2 separate regions of the Ovis aries genome follow, and region 2 is linked to region 1. A link is a contact called in public Hi-C data. All regions are on one chromosome and are shown on one strand. The core of a region is the stretch at or near the end of the contact, and the rest is flanking DNA. Distances in the headings are between cores, read along the strand shown.

Region 1 (6,696 bases), core at 2,993-5,492:
ATAAAATGGTTTCCTAAGAAGTTGGATAGTGTCTTCCAGTGTCAGGCTCGAAGGCAGAGTTTTAAGCAGAAACAGGGGCCTGGAGCTTCCTCTTCAACCAAAAGGGGAAAACGCAGGTCATTCGACCCCTCACCCACACCAGGCAAACATCCAATTTCCTTCTGAGTGTATTCTGGCTCCAGGGACATATTTACTGGAAGTTAGGGATGCTTCTGCAAGAGACCCTCATTTGGGGCTCATTCTACAAAGGCCTTGACCTCGGCAGCTTTATAGTTGTAATTTTGTATTCTTTTCCTTAAAGAAGGCCCCCATGTATATAAACATTTAGGCCTCATAGGGCTTGGATCTAGTGCTGTCTGGCTCCCGGATACAGATTTCAGGGAGGAAGGAGGTGGGGCAGAGTTTCAAAGGGACGTTTCCCTGGAGACTAATGAGAGCGCGTTTCCTGCGGGATGAGGAAGAGTTTCATACACGTTTCAAAAAACCAGATAGCCTCCTAATCTCCAAAGAATTGTAACTGTGGGGGCACCTGAAGTCAGGGAGCCCCCTCTTGTCTGCTCAGAGCTTTCCTTGGCCTGCGGAAGTTCGCCAAATCTTTAGGTGAACTCACAGACCTGTAGCATCCTGTTGGCTGCTTTCTGAATAAATAAATGCTCTTGCCAACCATTGTGTTAGATTTTGGAGAAAAAAACCCAACCAAGCAAAACTCCGGTTCCAGAATTTCTGTGAGTTGTGATGAGCCATGAACTTTACAAAGGATTAAATAATCAACGAGGGTTGAATGAACAATTCTGTTTGGGATGTACGGATTGGATTTGGTAATAAAAGGCAAAGCAATATCCACAACTTTAGAAGCAGATGAGTGTAAGGAGATTTTTCTGTTTCTGAAATAGAATGTTCTGGAAACCTGCAGCCAGCAATGTGCTGGAACTGCTAGTACCAACTAGCAGAGCTGACACTGCGCTTCTCTTCTCAACTCTGCATTCAGTGACTTCAACTTGGTAGCCTGAAATTGGCCCCACTGGGAGCATTTACACCAGCGAAATTAACAACCATTACAAATCAGGGCTCTTCTCTCCAGGACTGGTGTTCTTTATCAGAACATCACTACCTGCACCCTATCCCTGAGGGCTTCCTAGGTGGCACAGTGGTAAAGAATCTGCCTGCCAATGCCAAAGATGCAAGAGACGTGGGTTTGATCCCTGAATTGGGGAGATCCCGTCAAGTAGGAAATGGCAACCTACTCCAGTATTCTTGCCTGGAAAATTCCATGGCCAAAGCAGCCTGTCAGGCTAGAGTCTAGGGGTCGCAAAAAGTTGGACACAGCTGAGTGACTGAGCATGCACCCTACCCTTAATCTCCTCTCCCCATCCCCCGCCCCGCCCCACCCACTCACACATCACAGAAGCTACCTGCAGGCACATCCATCTGTGTACATGTGTAGACACACAGAGGATCACTTTCCCCTTTTCAAGCAGGTTAGACGTCAGCGATCCCCCTTGCTCTGCTGTGCTGACATCTTTAGCGCTTTTCTACTAATTACTTACTAATCCCAGACAGTGATCTCTCTCTCTCCCTCTCTTGAATTCACAACTGTTCTCTCCCTTACATCATGAGGCCCAACTGTGAAAGTTCTGAGGCAATAATACAGTTAGGACAACAGATTTTCCCAAGCGGTCCCTAAGTGAGCAGTAAACATGACATCAGTGGCTGCACAGCTAAGTGAAAAGCATGTTCATATGTGGCCGGTGTTCTTTTGAGATGCTCAGTTTTCACCAACGGACAGCCTGCTCTTGTAGCGCTTACAGAAACTGAAGATGAGAAGCTTTGTGTCAGATGCACAGATGCAGGCAGAGAAAAGTCATGCGGCTTTCTCAGGCCAGCCAGACCCAAGAATGGATGTCACTTCTCAGCCTGAAGACCTTGAGCTACAAAATATTACATGGGAGACAGAGGGAAGGGGACTGACATTTTCCTGGCTGCTTTATATTAGGTATTCCTGTAATTAAATCATCATTATTCCCAATCTCTGGACAAAAAGAACAGAGACCTGGGGGATTTAATCTATTCTAGGATACATAGCTAGTAGGTAGTAGAATATTTTGTTGATAATTTAAAAAATTTTATGTCTAAGAATGTGTGTGTACATGCATATCCTAAATCCACTCCTCAAAGCAACTCTTTTCAGACTTTCGCAGTTTCTTCTGGTAGTGTTGCTGTCTTTAACCAATAGACTTATTAGTATAGAATAATGAAGGACAGTGATTTTTTTATTTAGTATTTTATATTTGTATCATGAATACCTAGAACAGTGCATCATAGCATATCATACATTTTTGTCAAAAAATACCAGCATTTCTTTTTTAAAAATTATTTTCTATTATAGTCTATTACGAGACATTGAATATAGTTTCATGTGCTATAACAGTAGGATCTTATTGTTTATTTTATACACAGTAGCTTGCATCTGCCAATCCCAAACTCCTGATTTATCTCTCCACTTTCCCTTCGGTAACCACAAATTTGTTTTCTATGCCTATGAGTCTGTTTCTGTTTTGTAAATAAGTTCATTTGCATCATATGTTAGATTTCACATATAAGTGATGTCATATATTTGTCTTTCTCTGACTTACTTCATTTAGCATGATCATCTCTAGATCCATCCACACTGTTGCCAATGACATGATTTCGTTCTTTTTTATGGCTGAGTGATAGTCCACCCAACTATATATATACCACATCTGTATCCATCCATTCATGTTAACGGATGTTTAGGTTACTTCCATGTCTTGGCTATTGTAAATAGTGCTGCTATAAAAAAATGCTGTTGTAAAAAGTGCATGCAACTCTTTAAATTAAAGTTTTCCCAGATATATGTCCAGGAGTGGAATTGTAGGATCGTATGTAACTCAATTTTTAGTGTGTTTTTCTTTTTTAAGCTTTTAGTTTTAATGTGGACCATTTTTAATGTCTTTAGTGAATTTGTTGCAATATTGCTTCTGTTTAATGTTTTGTTTTTTTGGGCACTGGGCATGTGGGATCTTAGCCCTGACCAGGCTAATACAGGCACCTCCTGCATTGGAAACATAGGCTCTTAACCACTGGACTACCAAGGAAGTCCCTCAGTTTTCAATTTTTTAAGGAACCTTCATACTGCTTTCCATAGCAGCTGCACCAATTTACATTCCCACCAACAATGCATGTATACCATCATTTCTTGATTTATTAATTGACCTCCTGTTGTGACAGAGAAGGATTTACTGCACTAATATTTCCTTTTCATCTCCCAAGTTGCTTCCTGCTAAGGTTTCTTTTTAAGAGTGCAAGTTTGTATTTGTTTATTTTTAGATTTATTTTTAATTGGAGGATATTTGCTTTACAATATTGCGCTGGTTTCTGCCGCATAGCAACATGTATCAACCCATAAGTGCATGTATATCGCTTCCCTCTCGGCCCTCCCTCACCCCTCATCTCACTCCTCTATGTCATCACAGAGCACCGGGCAGAGTTCCCTGTGTTATACAGCAACCCGCTAAGGTTTTGTCAATATGTATAACTCCTCAGTTGATCATCTTTGTAATTAAGTAATGTGTGTACTCTTTCATTTCTTGTTCCATAACTATGGATCATATCTTTGGGCTCCATCATGAGAGTCTTGATCTCAAAGAAGATCTGCCTGACTTAAAGACCCAAACACTTTGCAATCCACGCTGAGCCTCCCACACTGACTCCTTCTGGACCAGTGGAAGTGTCTCTGCCTGACTGAGGGGATATATTTTAAAATAATTGGCACTGGGAATGGATTTTTATCTACAGGCATTCTTGGACCAGTGTATACCCAGATAGAACAGTCTGAAGATAGTGGAGTAAGTTTATCAAACTAAAGTTTCTTAGTTCAGAAGAATTCCAAAAAATGTGCACAGTCAAGAATTTTGATGGCAGCTTATAAAACTGCTGAAACTTTCCTGTTCCTTAAGGTGAATTCCTGCCTTTCCCACAAGGCTGGACTTGCATTTTACAATAGGGATACTTTGAGCCTAAGAAACTGGTGGGCATCTTGGATTCTCCACTGCTCTCCTTGGCACAAAATGCCCCAGAAACACCCTATACGTATGCCCTGAGGCAAGTTATTTCTTGGTATGCCATGAAAAGGAAAGTGGGAGCTAAGCGTAGCCCTGGCATAAGCCTGGGTGTGGGTTTCACTAGAGAGGGTCATTGATACCGTGGAGCAGAGACTGTGAAAGGAAAACAGACATGGCCTTTGTTTCCCAGGGGCCTCTGCCTGGCATTGACCCACACAACACAAACACTGTCCACGTTGGTGCTTGATACGGGTCTTTTGTTTGTTTCTTTTCCCTGCCTATTTTCAGAAGACAGATTTGCTTTTATCTGTACTTCCTTGTCTCTGGCAGCTCCCACTCCCTGTTCTTAAAGGTCTTTGCTGGCTCTGCATATCTGAGTCAGACGGACACTTGACCTACAGATCGTAAACCTGTCAGGCCTTTGGACTTAGGCAGCACCCATGGCAGACGGCAGGAGTGCTCAGGGCCCAGCCATTTCCTGCTAGTTCAGTGACCTGAAGAGAACCCCAAACACTAGTCCTTGCCCTGGGCTTCCCGGGTGGTCCAGTGGATAAGAATCAGCCTGCCAAAGCAGAGGACATGGGTTTGATTCCTGGCCCGGAAAGATCCCACATGCCACACAGAGCAACTGAGCCTGTGTGTCACAACTACTGAAGCCCGTGTGCCTACAGCCTGTGCTCCACAGCAAGAGAAGCCGCAGCAATGAGAAGCCGGTGCGCTGCAGCTAAAAAATAGTCCCCACTCTCCACAACCTGAGAAAGCTTGTGGGCAGCAAGGAAGACTCAGCACAGCCGAAAATAAATAAAGCAGTGTGTACCTGTCAAAAGGGAAAGAAATGAATGAGAAGACACAATTTGAAAAAAAAAAAAAGTCTAGTTCCTGTCCTAACCTAGCTCCACCTCTGCAGTTCAATAGGTGCATCCATAATCTAGACACAGCCAGCCAAGACACAGCCATCCTAGGTCCTCACCCGTTACCGGTGGAAACCTGGCAACGTTTGCTAAAGCTTTTTGCCCTGTACTTAAGAGACGTTGTGCAATTCACTATGACGTGAACTGCAGCTCAGGTCACAGCAGGACTAAATGTGAATTGTACATGTTTAGGATCTGGACTTGAACAAAGTCACATCATCAGTTAGGAGTAACAGGAAAAAGTAGGCATGACTCCAACAAAAAGGCACATTTATTTCTCTTTCATACATACAAAATCCAAAGATAGTCATCCCAGGATTGGTGTGGACTCTCAGAGGGTCTTTCTTTCATGTTGCTTCATCCTTCATGAATTCTGCCCTCAAGGTTACCTCTTGGTTCAGTTTGGCTGCTGGAGTGTCAGTCATTACATGCATGTTCTAGCCAATACAAAAGCCTATAGAAGGGTGCACTGATTTCCCATAGGGCTGCGTCCTCAAAATTGCTCACACCGACTCCTTACTTTGCTTGTACCAACTACTGCTTATACTTCATTGACCAGAACAGTCACACGACCACATCTAACTGCAGGAAAACAGATCACTGTTGTCCTTACTCCAGGTAGCCCAGTGCCCAGTTAATAAATGGGAATTTTGTTACTAAGGACATAGAGGGAAACAGATATTGGAGGGCAAACAACAGTCTCATTCCTGGTAGAGCAGATCAATAAAAGACTCACTGCCCTAATTCAAACCTCTTTTGGTCTCCATGAAGTGAAGTGTTAGTCCCTCAGCATCCAACTCTTTTGTGACCCCATGGACTGTAGCCCACCAGGCTCCTCTGTCCATGGGAGTCTCCAGTATTCTCTTGCCTGGAGAATCCTATGGACAGAAGAGCCTGATGGGCTACAGTCCACGGGGTCCCAAAGAGTTGTTCCTGACTGAAGCCACTTAGTACTCACGCATGCACACATGACGTGTGGGATCTTTAGTTCCCCGACCAGGGACTGAACCTGTGCCCTCCGGAAGTGGAAGCTCAAAGTCCAGTGGACCACCGGACCACCAGCAAAGTCCCCTGACACATTTCTAACAAAGCGATTAGAAGGGATGGACGTCACTTCTGAGATTAGGTTACAAAAACACTCCGGCTTCTATCTTGCTGGCCTTCTATCAGCCTCTTACTTGCTCTGAGGGAAGCCAGCCACCTTGTTGTGAGATGCCCTGCGGAGGGGAGGGGGCAGGTTGTGGCAGGGAACATGTGGCAGTGAAAGAACTGCCATCTGCACTCCACAGCCAGGGATGACTGTCTTGCCAACAGCCACCCAAGTGAGCTTAGAAATGGATGCTTCTCCAGTCAAGCCTTGAGACTACTACTCCAGTGAAAAACTTGATCACTACCTCATGAGCAATCCTGAGTCAGAGTCGCCCAGCTAACCTGCGCCCAAGTTCTTGCCCCAGAGCAACTATGAGATCATAAATGCTTATTGTTTTAAACTGGTAAGCTTTGCGGTGATTTGTTATGTGGCAATAAATAATTCATACAGCTTGTTTGGATCTTCTTAAGAAATTCTGCTGGTTTATTCTTAACTTTTAAAACTTGTTGCTATATGCATCTTGAAGTGGCAGGTTCAGGCCTTGCAAGAATGTGAACACAGAGCTGAGATAATCCACTTGAAAACAGAGAAATATCTCTGCAGGCGTTGTGAG
Region 2 (6,696 bases), core at 2,993-5,492, 180 kb after region 1:
GGGACCACGTGTTTCAACTCTAAATAAATATCTGACCCCCTCCCTCCCTGGGGCATGGGAGTGTCCTATGAACTAGAAAAGTGAATATCACAACAAAGCTACTCACACAAATGTTTTGGTTTCTCAGTGCATATAAAAGTTACATTTATACCTTACTGTAGTCTGTTAAGCGTACAATAACATTATGTGTAAAAAAACAATGTATCGACCTTAATTTTAAAATCTTGCTTAAAAATGCTAACCCTTGGGACTTCCCTGGGAATCTGGTGGTTAAAACTTTGCCTTCCAATGCAGGGGTTTCCTGTTCAATCTCTGGTCAGTGAACTAAAATCCCACATGACTGGAGGCCAAACAACCAAAACAGAAAAACAGAAGCAATGTTGTAACAAATTCAGCACAGACTTCAAAAACACGTGCATGCTAAGTCGCTTCAGTCTGGTCCAACTCTTTGGACCCTATGGACCGTAGCCCGCCAGGCTCCTCTGGCCATGGGGATTCTTCAGGCAAGAATACTGGAGCGGGTTGCCATTTCCTCCTCCAGGGGATCTTCCCAGCCCAGGGACTGAACCTGCATTTCCTGTATTGGCAGGCAGATTCTTTTCCACTAGTGCCACCTGGGAAGCCCCGAATGGTATGCTATGTGAATCTGATTTCAAAGCTCTAAAAGAAAAAACCCAACACCAGGGAGACACTGGCCTAGTTTTCTGCCTCCATGTCCTAGCGCTTACTATGTGCCGGGTGCTTTCGCACTTTGCATGGCTCACAGCGGTGTGCTTTAGGCGCTCAGTTGTGTCCGACTCTGTGACCCTTTGGACTGTAGCTCGCCAGGCTCCTCCGTCCATGGGCTTTTTCAGGCAAGAATACTGGAGTGGGTTGCCATTTCCTTCTCCAGGGGATCTTCCCGACTCAGGGATCGAACCTGCACCACCTGTGTCCCCTGCATTGGAGGCCGATTCTTTATCACTGCGCCATTGGGAAAGCCCCTTGTGTGGCTCATACAACTCTATAGTTTAGGTATTATGTTGACACCCATTTTGCAGATGGGAATACTGAGAATAGAGGTTTGAGTGACTTGCCTGAGGTTGCACAATACCTTGTGGTTTTGTCTAGTGTGGGCACTTCTTGCAATGTGTTGTAAGAATCTGTTTACAGATTTCTCCCCACTGGACAGGAGGCTTGTGGGAATTGGTGATGGTGCCTGGTTTAGCACCGTATTCCCTGCCCCAGGCCTGGCAACCATTGGACCTGATTCAAGAACCCAAGATGGATGTAGAAATGCACCAGGGGTAGGTTCAGCGGTCCCAAAGCTGTAGGGGCAGGTTTCCTTTGACAAAGGCAGCTTTTACCCAGCTCACACTCTGCCACCCCCACCAGAAGATGGATTTTAGCAACTGTTTTCTCCTGGACCCTTGTCTGCTTTCCCTCCCCAAAGCTGGTCTCCCGCACGGGGCTTCTCCCAGTAACCAAGAGCTTGTCCCTACCCAGAGCCACTGGTGGCGATCCCTGTGGCCCAGCTCCACCTCCAGCTGCCCCCCAAGAGCCGCAGGCAGCACAGGAATTTCCTCAAAGGCCTTGCCCAGCCCTGGCTGTTGTTCCCACGCAAATTAGCCAATTGCTGGGACCTGAGAATGTTGTCAGTTTCCCCCTAAAGCCCTGGCAGGTGGTGCTGGGGATTGGGGAAGGTGCCCTTGGCTGGAAACTGGGCCTCCATGAAGTGGAGAGAGATGTATAAGGAAATAAGGATTTTCTCAGTGGACAACGTAGCAGCAGGAAAGACCACATCTCCTGGGGACTGGATGACGGATAACTCAATAATGGAGTCCCTCCAGGGGCAAGCAGTCACTGTCTCCCCTCTCAGTGTACCATCCCCTCCTCCTAACCTCATTCTGAAAGTCATTCCCTGCCAGCCTCTCTCTCTGTCTGTCTCTCTCAACTTCCTGAAATATGAAATTCACTTGCCAATAGCTACCAACATTTCCTGGGGCTCCTCTGCCAACAGCCCGATCCCAACAGCTTGGATTGGAGACGATCGAAGGTTATGTACTCAAAACCCTACAACACAAGCATGGGAGACGCAAAGATGAGCCCCCATGCCCCTCCCTGGCCAGGCCAGCCATGCCCTCTGATACACATGCGTTCCCACCTGTGGCCCAGACCACCCCTCCCGCCCCTGCAGGAAGACAGATATTGAAACCAGTACGAAGGCAAGGCCCAGAGGGCCCTAGCAAGAAGCTCCCCCCAGAGGAGCAGCCCTGGCGGAGCTGGCCCCTGGGGCCTGCAGTCCATGGCAGGGAAGCTACTGCTTGCTCTTGGAAACCAGAGTTGCCAGAAGCTGTTAGAACACCCAGGAGGCCCTGGGGATGGGGTGGGGAGGTGATGCCTGGCTCCCCTCCTGAGAACACGGGGCCCTGAGACCCCATATTGGCTGCAATCTCTGCTGATTCACAGCCCCACTCAGGAATGACTCCTTGCGACAAAGCCCCCGGCCCCTGCAAAGGCCGGACCCCCAAGCTGGCTGTCCTTTCTGGGCAGGATTTAGCTCTGGGCACCTCTCTGGGATCCCCTTCCCAGCAGGGATGTGTGCAAAGTCAAGCTGTGATGTCCAGGAGCAGAGATGAAGGAGGACAGGAAACTGAAGCTCCGGGGGCGCTGGACCCCTCTCCAAGGGGGAGTAATAGGCCGGCTAAGATGGGGAGTCTCCCCTCCCCACCCCCCGGGATCCCAGTTTTTCTCTCAACACCCTAGGTAGGGTGACTGGTGCCTGCCAGGGAAGCATGGCTGCTGACCAAAACCAGCCCCAACCCAGCGATGAAGAGCAGCACTTACCATGATGGAAAAGATGAGGGGCATGAGGTTGAGGGGCCAGACGGGGCAGAAGCAGGAGGCGATGGCAAGGATGAGATAATCTTTGGGAACTTCTCCGTCCTGGGCATACGAGGTGGTGGCTGTGGAGGACGCCCGCCTGGAGCTGGCCCGGGAGGATGAGAGGGGGTGCAAGGCTTCCCGGTGCCCCTCGGATATCACCTTGAAGGGCAGGCTGTGGCCATTCTGCTCCAGGTCCAGAGGCCCCGAGAGGGACTTGGACGGCTTCAGGGGCTTATCATCCTGGCCCCCAACCTGCACAAGGAGCTTCTCCATCTCTGGCAGGTCCAGGGGTGAAGCAGTGCCTGGCTCCCGCGCCGGGGAAAACTGAGGCTGTCCGGGGTTGGCCATGCTGGCCTGGGCCTTGGGCTGCTCCAGCTCCAGGATGGGACGAGGGGCTTCCGAGGGACCTCAGCGCACCATTCCTTGGCCCAGACTGGAGGCCTACAGGTCAGGGGCAGACGTGTCACCCAGGAGAGCCAGGGCCAGCTGGGGGGCTGGGAAGGTCGGCTTCTCCAGGCCAGCTGAACTCAGAGGCGGCGGCCAGCCTGCCGCCCCGTGGAGCTCCAGGAAGCTGGAGCCTTCAGCCCCATTCAAGTTTGAGGCCAACCTCACTGGTGCTGCCGACAGCTCAGATGGGCGGGGAAGGAGCAGAAAGCAGCTTCAGGAGCAGAGAGGAGACTGCTCCTCTCCTGAGTGAGGCTCGGGCTAAGTCAGGGAGGCTGTGTGTGTGTGTGTGTGTGTGTGTGTGTGTGTGTGTGTGTGTGTGTGCGTGTGTGTGTACACAACACCCAGCCTCCCTCCCTCCCTGCCCTCCTCAGAGATGCTTTTCAATTCACTTCTCCCCAGAGAACCACCCGGCAGCATTCTGCCTCTGCCCCAGCCCAGCCCTGCCCAGGTGGCTTGGACCAGCCTCTGGCTCCCGCTGCGGACCCAGGACCCCTCCTCTGCACTGGGGGCTCTGGATGGGGAAGAAAGGCAAAGTGGGCCCAAATGGGTGTGCCTTTACCTGTCCCGGGAGACTGAGCCCTCGGCTCCTCTTCTCCTGGAGCAGGCTCCCGCTTCTCCTATCTGCTGTGAAACACTGAACTCTGGACCTATTGCATCCCACCTTGAAACTGAACCCCTGCAAGCCCCAGAGATGTCCAGACCAGAGCCAGGCTCCAAGCTCTGGAGGGAGGGGTCGAGTGAGTACTCGTGGGGCCCCTGGAGGAGGATTGTGTCTGCACCCTCTGAATGGGTGTCTGAGCAGCTCCCGAGGGGTGGCAGAGGGGCTGTTAGGGAGGAGCGTTGGCCCCATCTCATGGCCCTTAGGGCTTTTCTGAGGTGCTTTTAAAGAGCCAGCAAAGATCCTTCTGCTTCAGAAGCTCCTTGGGGAAGATGCCCGCTTGAAGGGCTGCGGTCTTGGCTGCCTGTCCCATCTCTCTTAGTTCTCTCACATCTCCTCCGTTTCTGCCACCTTCTCTATTCTCTGCATCTCTTTCTAAAACCCTGATCTCCCGGCTTACGTGGTCTTATAAGGTGACCCGGAACCACCAGGGTTTGTGTGTGCATCTGGATGCTTGTCTGTGGTTTGGAGGAGGGCGTAGGTCATGTATCGGGATAGGGGTGAGAAATTAGAGGTGAGAAGGAGTCTCAGAGGTTGTGGAGTTCATTTGAGATCAGAGGTTAGGAAACCAAAACCCAGACTCATTTCAAACTGTATCCCAATTAGGCATGAATCCATCACATCCAGAAACTGGTTTGGAGCAAGATGAGCCATTTTAGCAGAAAAAAGTATCTTTGAATTGTGTATCACACTGGCTTCAGAAATGCTGCTTCCAGCAAGAGCCAAGACAAGGAGAAAGAGGGTGTGAAGGGCAGAGAATGGTGAGCTGGCCACACAGGGGAAGAAGAGACTGGGCAAGGGGAGTGAACTGGGCCCTTCTGCCCAGGAACTTCTAGAAACATGCTTTTAAAATAAGAGACCTTCAGGAATTCCCTGGCAGTCCAGTGGTTAGGACTCCAAGCTCTCACTGCAGAGAGCCTGGGTTCAATCCCTGGTTGCGGAACTAAGATCCCACAAGCTTTGAGGCAGGGCCCAAAATTTAAAAAACTAAAAAAAATTTTAAAATAAGAGACCTTCTGCAGACAGTGGCAGTTTGGATGCCCAAGGGTCCTAGACTCTAAGTCAGTGTCCAGCTTGGCCGGAATTCCATGTTACAATCTAGAAGCTCACTCTTGGTGGGGAGGACTCAGGCCCTATGGACCTACCACTAAACAGCCTAACCAGGCCAGCTCCATAGCCAGCAGCCAAATCTGGCTATAGAGCCCCTGAAATGTGGCTCATCCACACTGAGATATGCTATACATATAAAACACACACTGGATTTCCAACAGTACCAAAAAAATTTAAAATATTTCATTAACACAGTGTATGTAGACTACATATTGAAGTGATAATATTTTTGCTATACTGAGTTACATAAACATTTAAAAGTTAATGTCACCTGTGTCTCTTTTCTCCTTTTAATATGCCTACCAGAAAATTTAAAACATGGCTTGCATTGTATTTCTATCGGGCAGCACCTGGCCTGAAGGATAGAAGAAACCTGACATAAAGAAGCTTTTTTTTACTTAATAAAAACTGGAAGAAACAAGAAAGAGCCAAGAAGTCCCCAGGGTGACTCATAGTAGCAAGATTACCAGGTAAACGGGTTCCCGGACTAGGGAGCCGGGTTTGCTCTGCACTGTGAGAGGCTGGGCTTGTGGCGCCATCTAGTGGCCTGGTGCTGATGAGGGGAAGGACCAGAGATGAGAGTGGGGACCAGGGAGGAGGGGGAGAGACGAGGACAAGGAGCGCCTGGTTTGGGCTCCGGGACTGGTGAGCCCAACGCAGCCAGCTGCTCCGGCTGCAGCCTGGTAATGCCCCCACCTGCAGGTGCCACCTCCCCTCCACCCCCACTCTCAACTGAAGTCTTCACTGGAAGCCCATGGGCCAGGCCCATCGGGCAAAGTGGGTTTGGTTGAGCAACGTGTTTTTTAAAAATCCACTTCACATAAAAACGGGGATTGCAGACTTTTACCGTGAAGATCTGGGAAGCCTGGGCCCACTTTCTGCAGAGCAGCCAGAAGCTAAGCCCATAGCAGCCTTTAGAAGGGAAGGCACTGAGCTCCCCCTCCGACTCCACCTGCACTCCCACCCGTGGGCCCCAGGTGCGGGTCTGTGCTATAAGCCCCTGTAGCTACACAGGTGGTATCCGCCCTTCTGTTCTGCTGTGGGCTGACCTCCCTGCTCCCTAGTATGGTTGCAGGTCACTGAAGAAAGTCATTCCACTCTCTCTGCCCCATCCCCAATGGGCTGTGAGGTCTTGGGGAGGGGGCAGGTGTGCCCCCAGCTCCCTCTTCATGCGCTTGGCTCACAGTGACAGCTGACTGGAGGAACCAAAGGAAGATAAAAGCACCAATCAAGTGCCCAGGGTGTCCACACGGCTGCTAAATCCACCTCTACCTGCCCCAACCTGAGTGCATCCTGGGCTTTGAAGAATTCTGAGATGGAAACAATGGTATGGAAAGTGGACCTGGAGTGCACAGAGACACAAACCTCAGAAGGTTAGGTCAGTTTGAGCCTAATGCAAGGAGAAGAGGTAAAAAGAAAGAAAAACCCTGTACCTGTGACCACAAGCCTTTTTATCCTCAGTATCGCACTGGGCATCGGGAAACCCTGTGGGGCTGACAAGGTAGGAGTAATTAAGCAAATTCCACTTTTCACTGAGGCCCACCTGGGCCCAGCTCCCCTGCTTCAGGCAGCCTTCTGGTGTTTACACACACATACACACAAGTGCAAAATGTGAG

The links. Hi-C and Micro-C count contacts between places; a contact is called where the count stands out from the background.
Region 2: a contact with region 1 is called in a Hi-C map of liver, with 3 times the contacts expected there. The contact joins the promoter of TRARG1 here to the enhancer-like site in region 1. A contact is called at or near these places in 3 of 16 Hi-C or Micro-C datasets (liver, mixed tissues and tail adipose tissue).

The regions. Positions count from the first base shown.
Region 1 is chr11:21,361,894-21,368,589 of ARS-UI_Ramb_v3.0, forward strand. No RefSeq gene overlaps it. Among named protein-coding and RNA genes, the nearest start is that of TMIGD1, 18 kb to the left of the region's middle. Within about 2 kb of position 4,243, at least 22 of the 54 cell types and tissues checked have an H3K27ac peak or open chromatin away from gene starts, as enhancers often do. A contact at or near this core is called in liver, where this site is marked.
Region 2 is chr11:21,545,915-21,552,610 of ARS-UI_Ramb_v3.0, forward strand. It overlaps TRARG1 (trafficking regulator of GLUT4 (SLC2A4) 1), which reads right to left and starts at 4,243. Exons shown (of 4, transcript XM_004012529.5): 1 at 3,872-4,243; 2 at 2,827-3,306. The coding sequence starts at 3,213.